Regions from separate parts of the Sus scrofa genome. Here region 1 is linked to region 2. Evidence: chromatin contacts called from public HiChIP or PLAC-seq data. All regions are on one chromosome and are shown on one strand. Each heading gives the region's core, a stretch centred on a gene start, on an enhancer-like site or on the middle of the called end of the contact. The rest is flanking DNA. Distances are from core to core; before and after follow the strand shown.

Region 1 (4,187 bases), core at 1,410-3,909, 98 kb before region 2:
CATCATGGCCGAAATGACTTCTTAAGCCCCTTTCACTAAGCCATGTCATTTAGACACTGACTTTTAACAGATACATTCCAAGTTCAATAAAGCAAAAGGACGAGTCAAACAAAAGCAATATTAGTGTGAGTATAATTCAGAGTTCTCCAGAGGAACGGAACCAGTAGGAAATATATATGTGTGTGTGTGTGTGTGTGTGTGTGTGTATACACATATATGTATGTATAAATATGTGTGTGTGTGTAAATATACATATACATACCTATACATTTTTTGGAGATTTATTTCAAATAATTGGTTTACATTGTTGTGGAGATTATCTAAAACGTGTAGGGCTGGTGGCAGTCTGGAAACTCAGGTAAGATTTCTATGCTTGGAGTTCCCGTCGTGGCTCAGTGGTTAATGAATCCGACTAGGAACCATGAGGTTGGGGGTTCGATCCCTGGCCTTGCGTGGGTTAAAGATCCGGTGTTGCTGTGAGCTGTGGTGTAGGTCGCAGATGCGGCTCAGATCCTGCGTTGCTGTGGCTCTGGTGTAGGCCGGTGGCTACAGCTCCGATTGGACCCCTAGTCTGGGAACCTCCATATGCCGCAGGAGCGGCCTAAGAAAATGACAAAAAAAAAAAAAAAAAAAAAAGATTTCTATGCTGCAGTTTTGAAGCATAATTTCTTCTTCATCCAAGAAACCTCAGCTTTTGCTATTAAGGGCTTCAACTAATTGGACAAGACCTATTGATATTACCAAGGGTAAATATCTTTATTTAAAGCCAATTAATAGTCCCTTTTTTTTTTTCCTTTTTTTTTTTTTTTTTTAGTTGCATCTATGGCACATAGAATCTCCCAGGCCGGGGATCAAACCTGTGCCATAGCAATGACCCAAGCCACAGCAATGACAATGCCAGATCCTTAACCCACTAGGCCACCAGGGAACTCTTGCACATTTTTTAAAATTGTGGTATAGTTGATTTACAATATTATATGTTTCAGGGATACAATATAGTGATTCACAATATCTAAAGATTATACTCCATTTATAGTTATTATAAAATATAGGCTATATTCCCCATGCTATGCAATATATTTCTTATAACTTACTTATTTTATACATAGTAGTTTATCCCTCTTAATCCTCTTTTCGTTAAATTTTTTTAAATTTTAGTTTATTTTTTCTTTTATTTTTATTTAAAATAAAATTTTAATTTATTTTTTTCCCTCAATTTTAAACTTTTTAAAATGTTTAACATTCTTATTGAAATACAGTTGATTTACAATGTTGTGATAATTTCCACTGCACAGCAATGGGACTCAGTTATACATATACATATATCCATTCTCTTTCAGATGCTTTTCCCATATAGATTATGACAGTCTATCTGGTAGAGTTCCCTGTGCTACAGGTCCCTATTGGCTAGTCATTCCATATACCTCAGTCAAACCCCCAGCCCTTCTCTCCTACCCCCTACTTGTGCCCTTTGGTAACCAGAGTTTTATTTTCAGTCTACAAGTCTGTTTCTGTTCTGCAAAAAAGTTCATTTGTATCTTTTTTTCAGATTCCACATATAAGTGACATCATAAATTGGCTAAAACATTGTGTTTTTATCAAATAAGCAAACAAAGTCATTGATTGTAGATATTAACCACATCTACAAAATGCTTTCACAGCAATCCCTAGATTACTGTTGGGTTATGTATTTGAGTGCTATAGCCTAGGCAAGTTGACACATAAAACTAGCTCTCACAGCATGGTCATCCTTGTGGGTCCATAATACCTTTATAGTTCCAGTATCAGCAAAGACTTATCAGATTGGGGAGAACATAACCAAAGCATGAAAGGCGTGGGCTCCTGCTTGGCAAGAGAAGATCAGCAAATGATAGAAATATTATCACAGAAAGGTGCATAAACCACATAAGCTATAATCACATAAGCTGTGGAGAGACATCTTATAAGGCCAAAACCCAACACTAATTAACACATTGACTTTAGTCCTTTGTATGCTTTTATTATCAAAACCAATCACCATTTGATTTAAGCAAACCATACCACGTTAAAGGAAGGCATTTAACTGTCTGAGCTGAAAAAAGTCTCACATTATACAGGTTTTAATTTTAGCCAGGCTATGTAATACTTCTCTGTTGTCAAAGTATATGGTTTTTTTTTAACTTGATGGTGTTGTATAAAAATAATTATGAAATAAATTCTGATTCATCAATTTATAGATTATGCCTCCTTAACAGTTTTACCATACAAAAGTGCTATAATTAAGGAAATGAGAAAAAAATTAAAGGATAAGGAAGTTGCTAGAATAATTAGCAGCTAGCTTTTATTCTAGCTGCCATGTTTCTTTTATATCCTAGTTTCACTTCTTTTTTTCATTCCCTCGCATTTAAAAAAAAGAAAAGAAAAGAATGAAAGAAATTACCCTTTGGAAACTAGAACTATCAATATCAAATCTCTATCTTGAGCTTTATGATGATTAATCTTATGTGTCAACTTGGCTAGGCTACAGTGCTGAAGTGTTCGGTCAAACACCAGTGGAAACGTTCTTGTGAAGTATTTGAGGATGTGATGAACATTTACATCAATAGACTGTGAATAAAGTAGATTACTCTCCCTAATGTGATTGGGCCACATGCAATCAGCCGAAGCTTTCCCATAGAAGAGGAAGTTCTCCACAAGACTCTAACAGAGAAGCTCTGCCTGCTTTTGGACTGCTGCCCTGTGGAGTGTAGCCTGAACAGCGAAATATCAGCTACCCAGATTTCCAGCCTACTGGTCTGTCCTTTCAGTTTTGGATTTGCCAGCCCCAGGAATTGCATGAGCTGATTCCAGTCAATCAGTTAATAGATAAATAGATGCTACATAGATAAATAAATATGGGGGGGGTATGTGTGTTTGGAAAGAGATATATACACATACTGTTGTACTGTTTCCCTGAATTCATACAAAATTCTTCCTAAAATTTTTCATAAATATTTTACACAAGAAGTACAACTCATTGTAACAAAAAAAGTCTTAGTTTATATGTCTGATTTTTTGGTTTTGTTTTTTTCTTTTTAGGGCCGCCGCTGAGGCATATGGCGTTTTCCAGGCTAGGGGTCAAATCGGAGCTACAGCTGCCAGCCTACACCACAACCACAGCACCGCAGGATCCAAGCCTCGTCTGCAACCTACACCACAGCTCACAACAATGCCAGATCCTTAACTCACTGAGCGAGGCCAGGGATCCAACCCACAATCTCATGGTTCCTAGTCTGATTCATTTCTGCTGCACCACAACGGGAACTCCTATATGCCTGCTTTTTACCAGAAATTAAATAATTTATTTCAGTGGTATGAGGTGCCTTAAGTTTTAACCTGAAAGGTTTGAGATGTATTTCTTTTTCTTTATTTTGACCTTGACCTTTCAAGGACTCACATACCTGTTCATTCATAAACAGCAGTTGGCAAGACTGGATACATGCTTCCTCCTTCCAAATACTGCCTTATTATTGCCTGAGGTTTCTAGGTAATGGATACTGGCCAGTCTAAATAAATGACAGATGTTCAGCATGGAACCTGCATGCCTGTGCCTAGAGAGGATAAGAATTTGCTGTGGTGGAATTAGGAAACCAAACCAATATGGTAACCTGGGGTTGTCCACTGGGACAGCTGGAGATTATTCTATTATCACCCTTTCTTAGTGCCTACTTCTGTGGAGCCATTCAGTCAATTTTCATTTGCCTAATTAATCTGAGAATAGCCATGGTTAAGGAACAGAGGAAAAGTATAACAGACGTGATGTGAATATTAATCTCTTATGAGACCGCTTTATTGATAAGTTTTGCTGAAATGGGTAAGCTTTGCCTTGTTGCCAAGGCAACCTGTGCACAGGAATAATGGAACTGTACCTCATTCTGGCAAATGGTCCTTGCAATTTAATAAACAGAAAAATAAATATAGCTCCAGACTCCCATCAGAGGAAAGAAAGAAAAGAAAAATACAAAAGGGAGAAAGATGGTGTTTGGGGAGGTGGATATTGGGTTTCGAGACTGGGATTAAATGTTCTCTTCCCAGAAGCAAGCCAATTCTATCAGGAATACAAAAAGCTTATATCACAGCCTTTGAAAACAAACTTTTGGTTACCAAAGGGGAAAGGTGGTGAGGGGTATGGATTGGGAGTTTGGGATTGGTATACACATGGTGTGGAA
Region 2 (4,461 bases), core at 736-3,235:
GGGAGACAGCATCTCAGGTAGCCCTGAGAAACTCCTCCGAGGAAAGTGAGGGGGAGCTAGGATGTGCGTTTTTGCAACAAAGGGAAGGTAGTAGGAACAAAAGGTTTACAGATAATCAGATTTACAGAAAACCAGCTCCTATGGGAAGATGTAAAGGTCTGGGCTTACTGGAATCACTGCTTTGATATGCACCTCAGTTGTGGGCCCTGTGTTGTTTGTTTCTTTCCTGAGTTTCCTCGGGGCTCACTGGCCCACCCTTGGGGGTGGCTGTTCTCACAGATGACCTTTTGTTTTTTCCACTCAACTACAGCCCAGGAGGCAGTGTTTCAGATAGATACCTCTGAAATACTACCCCAAGGGGAAAAGGGAAATATCAAGATATTAAGTTGTAAAGGTGAAGGGGGAGGGGCAGGCAGCCATGCACCCATTTTACAGAAGTTTGCTGCTGGTCTTGTGACGGTGACTACTACTCAGTCATGAGGAGCAGAGAGACACCACCGCGAAGGTTTTTAGTGTTTTTCTAGATACGAGATGCAAGCTTGGGCTCATAAAATCTTTTCCTAAAAATATCTAGTTATCTGAAGCCCCACTCTTCCAGTTTTCCCAGAGCACAGAGTGCCTCACTCCTGGTCTCCACCCTGAGCTCCACTGCTTGGGGGCTGCTGTGGGTCAGCAGGTGCAATGGCTCGTGATTTAATCCATGTAGAGGCAGATGGCAAGTGCCAAACTCAAATTCACAAACACAAAGTAAAGGAAAGAATTACCAGATATCCTTCCTCAAACTTGGCAAAATATACAAATAAATAAATAAATAAATAAAATTAAATTAAAAATTCGGACAAGAAGCCAGCCACCAGCCACTTCCTAGTTTTTCCCATAGCCTTAGAAAAGCAAGTTAAGAAACCCCATTGCCTGAATCCATGAGCATTTTTCCTGGACTTAGGCAGCTACTCGGGAATGTGGCACTGCATTGAATCACACCAACATCAGGCTAGTACTCAGCTGGCTGACCAAGTGCTAAATACCATCCCGACATGTGGAACTTAAAACAGGGCACCCGTTTAATGGCTCAATGGAGTACCGCTCGGCTTGTTCAAGCCACACAATAATTCACCTGAATAACTGCCTTCGAAAAGGAACTAACACCACTCCTTGCATAGGTTTTATAAACCTGAATCTTTATAAGCATCTGTTACACTTGGGCTTGAGCTTCACCAAGGCCACTACCAGCTGCTTGTGTTCAACAAGCCGCTTTTAACTCTCCAGGGCTTGGTTATTTGAATTTGTAATGTTAACGACTAGAACTACATCCCTCAGATCTCTAAGTTTCCATCTTTACACAAATATGCTATAACATACGTATATAATTAGATTTTCCTGAGCATTCAAACCCTCTTACACATTTATTTCAGAAATGCCACTAATGTCCAGACACTGTGCTACCTGCAAGGGCTGCCAATGGGAACCCAGGTGGACTCTGAGAGCCCATAGCTCTTTCAAGTCTAGGTTAGAGAAGATTATGCCTCTTAAACAGGTCAAAGGTAACAGCAAATGCTAGCTTGTGGGATGAATTCTGATGGTTCGGCTTACCTATTTTAACAAATATACTACAAGAGAAAGTCAACTTATTTGGCAAAAATTAGAGAAGAAATTGCATAGGTGGGGGCCCAAATCTTTGCTAACGAGGGGCCTCCTTCAAATTTTCTGAGCACTGTCTGAGATGTGGCCCAAGGTGGGAGCTGCTAAAAATGGGGTGCCGAAAGGCAAAGGTGGGAAAGCATACTGATACCAAACAAACGAGGGAAAGGGACACCTCAGATGTCAAGGAGAGACACCTCAAGAGGTGACTTGGTCCCCTTGGTCTACTAGTCAGACACAGATTCCTTCCGGCTGGTTGATCAAAGGCCCTATATCCCATGCACTCAACCTCCGGCTCCTATGTGTGGGTGTCTGGAGTTCACTGTCAATGTACTCTGATCTGTAGGACATTGCTAAATGGAACATGCCGATGACAGCATTGAGTCTTAAGCAATCCTAGAGTTGTGATAGATACAGTCTTAATAAGAAAGTCAAAGGCAAACACAGCATCCACTGAAAACAGAAGGTAGAGGTGATAGAAAAGATGTATAGAACATGACAAAGTTTATCCAACTTAAATAAGCAAGAAAAACAAAGTCTTGGTAAAGATCCCGAGGGTTCTACTTAACTCGATCCCATCACCAACCTTGCACTCCCACAACTTCCTACCCTGTCACACCAGCTGGGTGATGGGTAACAGATTACAACATTTCCTGACTGACACCAGGCATCCGCGTGGGGCAAGAGATTTCAAAACACACAACAGTCTTAGACTGTCACAGGTACCACAGACTCCATATGACTCTTAGATAGAAGGAGAGGATTGAATAAAAGCTTGGAAGGTAGTACTATGCTATGACTCATGAGTCTGTTAATGCGAAAAGCCTAGTGAACGTATTATAGTATTAAGTGGGTAAATTATTGTACTATGTCATTACCATGAGACCAAAAATAGATGAAGTTGAACCAAAGGGAAGAAGAATTTTTGTGAGGATGGCATCTTCTAGCTCAAGTGAATGTCCGCCCACCCCACACAGCTCTGGACCTACAAGGTTTTTCTCTATGACAAAGGCATTGAGCTATTTCATCCCTAAAATTCCATGTGTCTAAAATACTATTGCAGTAAGTATTAATGTCTCAAACTAATTACTGGTTTGCAAAAATGATCCTAAATACGTACATAAATAAATGTTGCCTGTTAGAATAAATGATCATGTAACATGAAGAAAAAAATTTAAGCTACACCTTCAGTTAGCCGGAAGGCTAAAAAGAACAGGTGAATGAAAATAACCTAGGACCATCCATAAGAGAGGGAGCATCTATTAAGACAGAGATCAACGTCAGAACATTTTTATTTCCTTTGGTGTCACTTGAAATAGGCTGTCCAAGCTACCATCTACTGAAACAAGAGCATTCAAGATAAATGGTGCTTTAAGACTTATTTCCTCTGTTTGAATATCAAACTTCTTACTAATTTAAACCTAAAATGTCTTCAGGCTCATGACCAAGGCAGTAAAGCTTTCTTATTCTAGATCACATGATTCAGATCACATGATTCACCCTTTGTAATGACGCAAACACAGGCTTTTTACAATTCTTACTGAATTCTTATCTGAGAAATGAATACAGTTATTCAAAATGTATTGAATTCTTCATTACATACTGAAGATTCACTGCAAATCAAACTTTTTTTTTTTTGGCTTTTTAGGGCTGCATCTGCATCATATGGAGATTCCCAGGCTAGGGGTTGAATCGGCTACAGCTGCCAACCTACACCACAGCCATGCCAGATCCGAGCCGAGTCTGTGACCTACACCACAGCTCCTGGCAACGCTGGATCCTTAAACCCACTGAGCGAGGCCAGAGATCGAACCTGCATCCTTGTGGATGCTAGTCGGGTTCATCAACCGCTGAGCTCTGCAAATTGGAACATTTCTATCAATTTCTGTCACCTTGCTTTACTTATTCAGACAGATTTATGCCATTTCTAACTATCTTTGAAAGCTGACTATGCTAAAATCCAAACCACCTTTTTTATTTGAAATAGTGAAACTTGATAGTCACGGGTGATTATAACATTCAGAGGATTCCCCAAACCCTGCCAGGTCTTCTGAGCTCCCCCAGACACTCTAATTTCAAAGACCTTCTGTAAGAGGAGGAATATTTAATTTCCCACAAGTCATGATGAGAGCCGAAGACCAAAGAGATAATAAACAGTACTCAACAGCAGTGAGAGCGAGGTTCATGAAGGAGTGACCTATATGTATTACTAGGTTGCATGCAGCCTGCCTGGCCTGGGAGGGCACTTTTAAATAAACACAAAGGACGAATTACAACTACTTCAGCAAAAATAGGCTTTTTCAATTACAAATAAATGAGACCGAACTACTAAAAATAATCAAGAATCTACTTAACAATTCTTTTACAAATGATTTGTGCTCCTTTGTCATAATCAGTACTTACCTGCACACAAGATATTAGAGACTTTCTAGTTTATTCTTTCACGAGAAAAAGATAGTTCCCTTAAAAATTTCATCTAGTTCACATCGACAACAAGTTTCAACTACAATACAAATAGAGCTGCAAGTGGAACCTACCAGAAAATTATCAACATGCAAATTCCACCTAGAATGCTGTTCTCAGATAGCGATGAACATCTGCATAATATAGCCAAAAAACAGGAGATAAAGTAAGGGATGTTCAAAGGTTTCCCTGCTCCATAAAGCTCCCTGAAAGTGCTAGTGGTTTTATCACTGCTGAGTAAAATGCATGCAATTTTGCTAAATAATTCAAGTATCCAAACTTTGTTGCACAGATTCCAGTCTAACCCCACAGATGCTGGGGTACACGCGGATGGTCAAGGCAACCCAGCAATGTCTCCGT

Evidence for each region. HiChIP or PLAC-seq counts read pairs in DNA pulled down with a chosen protein or histone mark.
Region 1: an H3K27ac HiChIP or PLAC-seq map of alveolar macrophages shows a contact between it and region 2. The contact joins two enhancer-like sites. A contact is called at or near these places in 1 of 47 Hi-C or Micro-C datasets (epiblast stem cells) and 1 of 2 datasets of contacts at active chromatin or transcription factors (alveolar macrophages).

Annotation. Positions count from the first base shown.
Region 1 is chr16:6,515,878-6,520,064 of Sscrofa11.1, reverse strand. All of the region lies in intron 1 of LOC106506454 (a long non-coding RNA gene), which reads right to left. Among named protein-coding and RNA genes, the nearest start is that of BASP1, 130 kb to the right of the region's middle. Within about 2 kb of position 2,659, at least 5 of the 83 cell types and tissues checked have an H3K27ac peak or open chromatin away from gene starts, as enhancers often do. A contact at or near this core is called in alveolar macrophages, where this site is marked.
Region 2 is chr16:6,416,510-6,420,970 of Sscrofa11.1, reverse strand. The region is part of intron 1 of BASP1 (brain acid soluble protein 1); the gene reads right to left. Among named protein-coding and RNA genes, the nearest start is that of BASP1, 34 kb to the right of the region's middle. Within about 2 kb of position 1,985, at least 16 of the 83 cell types and tissues checked have an H3K27ac peak or open chromatin away from gene starts, as enhancers often do. A contact at or near this core is called in alveolar macrophages, where this site is marked.